Regions from separate parts of the Rattus norvegicus genome. Here region 1 is linked to region 2. Evidence: chromatin contacts called from public Hi-C data. All regions are on one chromosome and are shown on one strand. The core of a region is the stretch at or near the end of the contact, and the rest is flanking DNA. Distances in the headings are between cores, read along the strand shown.

Region 1 (3,930 bases), core at 737-3,236, 230 kb after region 2:
TGAGGTGACCATGTGCATTAGAAGATACTCCAAGGAACTACAGAATACCTTCTGCCCCACGTGGACACAGCAAGAGGCACCATGTGTGAACCGGAGAGCAGGCCTCAGCAGACAGTAATTTCGCTGATGCCTTGATGGCAGACTTCTCAGTCTCCAAAATCTAGAGAAACAAATCTTTCCTGTTTACAGCCCAAGCAGACCAAGGTGGAAATTCTGAATGGTGTGAGATGCTGAACAGGGAGGTGGTGGTACTACAAATCCCAGAAGGGGCGGAGGGAGAGACGGTTCAGCACATAAAGGCTAGGCTCACAACCAAGGATCAGAAGGTGTTCAGCAGGGGTGGGAAGCCCCAGAAGAACAAGTCTAGACAAGAGGTCATAGAGGGCCATGTCCTCTCAGCACCTTCACTCTAGATGGACAGAAAGGCAGGTGGACAGATGGACAGACAGAGAAATAAACAGGCAGACACGGCTCCTGGGGAAGGAGGGTAAATTAGTTTGCTTTGTTTTGCTTTGATGAACGCTATGATCTGAAGCGACTCGGAGAGGAAAGGTCCTGTTTATTTGGGTTTACAGATTAGAATCCATCAACAGAGGAAGTCAGAACAGGAATTGAAGCCACAACAGAGGCAGGAGCTATGGGGGAGACTTGATTACTGGCGTGCTCTCCACGGCTCATGGCTTGCTCAGCTCGCTTCTCATACAGCTCAGGACCACCTGCCTAGGGGATACCGCTGCCCATGGTGGGATGGGCTCTCCTCCCACATCAAATATTAAAACATTAGCTAACAAAATGCCCTACAGACTTGCCTACAAGGCCAATCGGATGGAATACATTCCTCCACTGACATTGCCTGGGGTGGAGTCGGGGGACCCAAACTCTGGCCCACAAGGGCACAGTTCACACAGGAAATCCTCTGAAAAAGGTAAAGGAAAAGTGTGAAAAAAGAAATACACGTATGAGCGGCTCTTTGAGGATGGGTTTCTAGCCAGAAGATCTTATAGCTCCAGCAGAGAGGAAAAAGCCAAAAATGGAGACCCCTCTCAGGACAGAAAGACCTATGTCTTTGTTCTCCATGCACATCACATATACCCCCTAACTAGTAGGTGCACCGTGGGGTCACATGAGCCGGAACAGGAACATCATCTTACGAGGCTCCCGGGCTACTTACTAGGACTGTCGCTTTAATTTTCCGACTTGTCATCTGTGGAGACGGTGACAGCACAAGGTGGTTTGAAGATGAGAACTAACACTGGCCAGAGGCCCAAAGTTCACCCAAAGGTTATTTAAAGGCACCTCTAACCATATTCATTGACAAGATCATCAGTGTTCTCTGCAGGCAGAGTCAGCCTGGTGCTTCTGCTCACGCGGGTCCTGTCAGGGTTGTTCTTCCCTCTTCAGCCGATAAAACCCTATCCACGTTCCAGTGCCTCCCTCCTATGTCAGATCCTCCATCAAAACCTCTAGCTCCCTGCCCAGAGGAGGAACAGTCCTTTCTCCTGCGTCTACATCACCTTCCGTCCCTATCAGCTGGGTCAAACGGTGTTCAGTGTGAACTGGGGGGTCTGGGAAGGTGGGGTACTTACCTGGCATTCTGCCTCTTGGCCCCTAGCACAGAACTGGCTGGCTAAGCACCTGTGAGATGCCCAAGGATAGAACACCTTCCCCTCATCCTGACAATTCCCCCGACCTTCTTAGGGAAGGAAAGATCAAAGGCCCTGCATTTCTTTCTCCTCAGCCACATGAATTCTTCTGTTTGGTTTGATTCCAAAGAGACTGGCAACCCCCAGAAGCTAAACTCAGACACCAATTGGATTCTGTAATTTTCCTTACAGGGAAAGAGTGGCTAAGGATACCAAAGGCCTGTACAGCTAGGAAGGAAGTAGGCTATGTGGGGTATATCACCTGACCTCGCTTCAACTGGCCATAAATGGCCAGTATCCCTCTCCTCCAGCTGCGCACAGCTGGCCCGTTTTTCCTTTGCCAACTGGTGCTTTTCTTCCCTCTCTAAAGAGCCAGGCCAGGATCTTAGATTTATGTTGAACAGGTTTGGGGCTAAGGAAATGTGAGTTAGAGCTGCCCTCTGCTGGCCATTACTGGAAACTACCATTTCTCTGGTGACAGAACTTTCTGTAAATTAACCCACCCAACCCCAGCACACTGTCATAGGCTCTCATTTTGACCTTTTGGATGGAGTTTAAACTCTCTGGCCTGGAAAAATGGGATCTAGCTCCAATGTCCCTTTCCAAGCAATCACTCCTCCTTCACATGCTGATGCACGAAGCCTGACCCCAGCCTGCATGCGCTGGCTCTCTGCCAACACTGAGCTTGGTCTTTCCATATTCAAGACTGGTTCAGGTTTTGCCTCTTCTCCAGCCTTCATCTCAGCTATATCAAAGGCGAGTCTCGCATTGGAGTGTGTATGGACAGGCTCAGGGTTTGAGCACATTCGTGGAGGACCCAGTCTAGCTGTGAAAGGACCGTTCCCATATTCTAGCCTCACCCCCGACTGGCCCTGAGTGGCCTCATTGTGCAGCCTGCTAGAATCCTTCCAAGAGAGGTGGCGTGGCTGTAGGGTAGGTTTCTGATCATGCCTAGATCTCTTGACCTTACAAGAATTATTCCTGGCTGACAGGAAGAGTCAGTGGTAAATCCCCAGACATGTAGCCTTCCCTATACATACATTTGAGACAAGGTTTCTTTGTGTAGCCCTGGCTGTCCTGGAACTAGCTCTGTAGACCAGGCTAGCCTCAAACTCACAAAGATCCACCTGCCTCTGCCTCCCCAGTACTGAGCTTTAAGTCATGTGCCACCACGGCCCAGCTTTTAAAATATTTTTTTAAGCAGATGTCTTAGTCAAAGTTCTATTGCTGTGGAGAGGCTCTAACCATAGCAATTTTTATAAAAGAAAGCATTTGATTGGGGCTGGTTTACAGTTCAGAGGTTTAGTTCACTGTCCTTGTGTCGGGAAGCATGTGGCATGGTGTTGGAGAGGAGCTGAAAGTTCTACATCCAGATCTGCAAGCAGCAGGCAGAGGGAGGGAGGGAGGGAGGGAAGGAGGGAGGGAGGGAGAGAGGGAGGGAGGGAGAGAGGGAGGGAGGGAGGGAGCGGGAGAGAGAGAGAGACTGGGCCTGACTCAAGCATTTAGAAGCCCAAAGCCCACCCACAGTGACACACTTCCTCCAACAATAGGTCATTCCTATTCAAACCACCACATTCCACTCCCTGGCCTCCCATAGGCTTGTAGCCCTGTCACAACACAAAAATGCACTTAGTCCAACTTCAAAAGTCTGTAACAGAGTCAGTACTGTTTAAAAGCCCAGAGTCTCTTCTGAGCCTCATGGCAGTCTCTTAGCTGTAATCTTTGATAGATTCGAAGCTAGAGCAGAATAAGTACAACTGCACAGAATGCAAAACACCATTCGCAAAGGGTGGAGGGGAGCTCAGTGAGGAAACACTGGACCAAGGCAAGGCTGAAGCCAGCTGGGCAACTCTGCCTCTCCATGTCTGACGTCAAAGTGCTCTTCAGACCTCCATTTCCTTTCAGCTTTATTGACTGCAACACACTTCTCTGGCAAAGGCTAGTTTCACGGCCTGTTAGCATCTTTCCTGGGCAGGTATCCCACAGCTCTGACATCCCAACATCTTGGGGTCTCCAACGAAATCCAGGCTTCTCCATCACAGCTTCGTGAAAAGGCTTCTCTGGGCCTCCATGCAGGGACATCCTGGTACACATCTGAACTCAGTGGCTCCTTACCCTCAGAGGGAGAGTTCATAACCCCTTTCTTGTATCCTTGACTTAAAGCCAGAGCCGTGTGGCTGAGGCTGCCAAGCTCTGCTGCTTACTGAGGCTGGAACACGGCCCCCTTGTTCAAATACATTTTCATTGGCTTTCTGATTTTGATGGTTTCCTTCACTCATTAAGCTTG
Region 2 (3,861 bases), core at 414-2,913:
TTGTGAGCCGCCCAACATGGCTGGTGGGATCCTCTGAGAGAGCAGCAAGTGCTTTAAACCACTAAACTATCTCTCCAGCCCACTCAAACGTTTAAAAAAGAAAGTTGGGTGACTGGAGAGATGGCTCAGCAGTTAAGAGCACTGACTGCTCTCCCAGAGGTCCCGAGTTTAAGTCTCAGCAACCACATGGTGGCTCACAACCATCTGTAATGGGCTCCGATGCCCTCTTCTGGTGTGTCTGAGGTCAGCGACAGTGTACATAAAATAAATCTTTAAAAAAAAAAAGTTGAGGGTGTAGCTCAATTCTCAGGGTCCTCTTTAAAAAAATTGAACAAGTCTGGCCATTAAAGGTCTCAGAAACTTAACTTTGATACTCCTCCATATTCGAGAGATCACTGAAAGTAACCACTGATCCTCCACCATTCCACAATAAAAGATTCCTAAAAGGTTCATCTTTTTCAAAAAGGCCACTCTAAGCTCATCCTCTCTACTCTGTTCATTTGTGACATGTTTTATCAGAAGTTGAGCCTGCAACAACAACAAAATGCTTGAAAGGAACTGATTTCAGAGGATTAAAGACAGTATCTTTAGTCTCTGGTACGAGCTGGAGCATCAAATTTGAATTTGAGGAATTCCTTCTCAGTAAGTGCCTGGCTGCTCATCACACTGGAAATTGTCTCAGGTGGAGGAGATTGCATAGTAAGCGCTCTGGGAATGAATGTGCTGATTAAGAAGCCCTGAAATGCTGCGACGACGATGGGGTGTGTGTTCATTCATGAATTCTGCAAACGGAAGCAGTGGGAGGAATTTTAACTTGGGGTGAGGCGAATAGCTCCAGACTGCGCGGGCAAAGGGAATCACAGCTCACTAGCAAGAAGGAGAAATCCTGCGCCCTTTGTGTACTTCTAATCCTTAACAGCTCAGCACTGGGCTCACTGGGCATACTAAATATGCTTTGCAACGTCTGGCCGCGGTTTGATCCTGCATTGACTAAAATTCGGAGGGAAAGCCAGTGTGCTCTCTCGGCTCCTCTCATAACCTGGGGCCGAGCAGCACAGAGAGAGAAGCTGCTCTGTCCTAAGCGCCGGCTAAGCTCTCCTGGGTCCCCGGCGTCGCCCACCACCCTCCTAAGATTAGAGGCCGGAAACGATGAGGGGCTAACAATCCAGCAGACCACCGACTTTGCATCCCAGGAGGGCTGTGCCTCAGGCCACGCCCCCGAGGGCAGACCCGCGGTCCCCGGCTTCAGGATCTTCTCCCCGGGCCGCAGCAGAGTTTGTGACACGGCTCCCGGCTTTCCTCCCCGGGGCCGTGGCGGCTGCCAGCCTCGATAAGTGCACGGTTCTCAGTCAAGTGACAGCTCGTAAGCCCCCTGTCATGCCACCCGGAAGTCCGGCTGGTCTCGGATGCCGCCCCGGGACCCCCTCTGCCACCCGCCCGATGCCAGCCTCGCCCCCCTGTAGCTCTGACCTCCGAGTCTTTGCGTTGGTTGCGGTTGAACTCGCGGGCTTTGCCCGCCGGCAGGAGGCCTCCGGCGGCCCTCGGCGCCCCAGGAGGAGGCTGTGCGGTAGCTGGCGGCGGCGGAGGTGGCGGCTGGGGTTGCTTGTTGTTCACAATCAGAGGGCCGGGACCGGCGGCTGCCGGCTCCATCTTGGCTGCTCCACACCCCCGGCTCAATTCGCGGATGGCCTCCGTCAAGCAACTCTCGCGTGATTTCCTCCAGGAAATTTCCCCAATCGCCATATTCAGTGTGGCTGCGTGTGTTGAAAGCCGCAGCTGCCAATCACCTCCCGAGGTCTTTCCCTTCTTTGTCATTTAGTTTCTCCTCCCCTCCTTCCTGTGGAGCTAAGCCAGAGGCGTGCGGTTGGGCTCACAGGAACCCCTTTAGATGTCTTTTTATCTGTGAGACTTAATGGCCCTCCCTGTTCAAGGTGAGGCAGGATGAAAGGGGAAATTAGGGAGACATCAGTAGAGAAAGGAATCCCTTACTCATGGGTCTAGTTGAAGAGTTTTACTAGCAAAGAATTTCTGTACAATTAACTACTGGTTGTGGCTTTTCCCCCACCTTCCAACTGAAAAGTCTAGGACTTTATATAAGAAACGCCTGTGCAACCCTAGGGACTCCTGGTTTTACTTTATCAGATTATAATTCTATCCAAGGTACCTCTAGAGCCACGTTCATAATCTCACTTATCAAAAGAGACAAAATGCACAGGAGTGGAATTGGGATTTCTTAGCCTTATAACTTGAGAACCACCAAAAGGTGTGTATGGCTAATACTAACTGAAAAGTCTCCCTTAGGGAGGTGATCCCCACACTCTAGGATGTCTTACTTCCCTTCCTTTTAGCACCTTTCTTCTAACCCTCATGCCTAAAGGCTATGTTAGATTATCTTTACTACAAGTCCCAACTCTGCTTCAGAATGGATAAGCTTGAAATTCCAAGACACAAGTTCTGGTTTGAGGCATACACATAGTGCAAAGATATAGACGCAGGCAAAAGACAAACAAACAAAAACCACATACACAGTCAAAAATCCAAATTTGGATTCTGGTTTGGCCTGAGTTGATGTCCCTAAAGGATTAGGGGAATTCCTTGTGGGGCTGAGGGTGACAGTATGGACTTGTATCTGTCCCCAAACCACTGACAAATACTTTAAGGACATAATAATGAGCAAAACTAGAATTCTAGTCTTCGTGGAGTTTTCATTCACATGGGAGGAGAGAAATGAATAAATAAAACAGAAAATGAAAATATAACAGAACTCATGGGGTAAGTGGAGTATGTTTAATAATCTCTTAGAAATGACCCTTGCTAGAAAGCATTAACTCCTTGCTTTTCTGCCTTCATTTTGTAGCTGTCTCATTTTCTCTGAGTTACCTGCTCACCCTATATTCACTCAAGGAGCAATTCTCGAAAAACTGGCATCACACCTCATTCTCCTTCATGTCTGAGTGCCAAACACATAGGAGTAACCAAGATGTTTGTACAATGTCCTCTTCCAGAAACCTTCCTCCCCAAGAAGCACGTGAAAGATTCTCGGTCGCTGGCTTCAACCCTCTAGTCATCAGGAGTGGCAAAGCCTCACAGGACAGAGCATCTCCAGATGACAGCTCTTTCTGTCATGGCATGTGCACCCTGGAATAGAAAGAATCCTCCTGAGAAACAGCTTGTCCCCTCAAGCAAAAAGGACTTCAACCTTCTCGTAAAGCCACCCGTAAGAGGATGATCATTCAGACCACACCTGACCAGGTTGGCTTGATTATTCCTACCTCACCCCAAACTCAGTGCTTCTATTTAATCCTAAAGCTCTTGTAAGTTCCCCCAAAGACAGTAAACCCTTTATATGTTTCTCTTTCTGGAATGCACATCAACGAAATCTTTGTGTTTTGTTGTTGTTGTCGTCGTTGTCATCGTCGTCGTCGTAATCTTCCTCTTCCTCCTCCTCTTCCTCCTCTTCCTCTTCCTCCTCCTCTTCCTCCTCCTCCTCTTCCTCTTCCTCTTCCTCCTCCTCTTCCTCCTCCTCCTCTTCCTCTTCCTCTTCCTCCTCCTCCTTTTTCTCCCTGTCCCTACCTCCAGCTCCTTCTTCATTTGTCTCTTTGTTGGGTAAATTGAGATCCCTGATGGACTGAACTAGTGGAGTGGAGATGCAAAAGCCAACATTTTTGCCCCAAACACATAGATTACAGATACAGGAGTGTAGTTTGATGGAATAGCTTTGTGTGTGTTACTGGAGTTGAAATTGAACCCAGGGCCTTGCACACCAGTCTCCCCCATTTCTAAAGATAATTAGGTAAGACTAAATGTGGCCTGACTGTTGACAGAAATGTAGCAAGAGTGGTGACCTGTCAATGTCACTGT

The links. Hi-C and Micro-C count contacts between places; a contact is called where the count stands out from the background.
Region 1: a Hi-C map of frontal cortex shows a contact between it and region 2, with 3 times the contacts expected there. The contact joins the enhancer-like site here to the promoter of Strip1 in region 2. A contact is called at or near these places in 3 of 12 Hi-C or Micro-C datasets (Schwann cells, frontal cortex and prefrontal cortex).

The regions. Positions count from the first base shown.
Region 1 is chr2:198,184,000-198,187,929 of GRCr8, forward strand. No RefSeq gene overlaps it. Among named protein-coding and RNA genes, the nearest start is that of Eps8l3, 17 kb to the right of the region's middle. Within about 2 kb of position 1,987, at least 24 of the 93 cell types and tissues checked have an H3K27ac peak or open chromatin away from gene starts, as enhancers often do. A contact at or near this core is called in Schwann cells, where this site is marked.
Region 2 is chr2:197,954,852-197,958,712 of GRCr8, forward strand. It overlaps Strip1 (striatin interacting protein 1), which reads right to left and starts at 1,664. Exons shown (of 21, transcript NM_001399218.1): 1 at 1,471-1,664. The coding sequence starts at 1,650. It overlaps LOC134485949 (a long non-coding RNA gene), which reads left to right and starts at 1,475. Exons shown (of 2, transcript XR_010064385.1): 1 at 1,475-1,795; 2 at 3,006-3,374.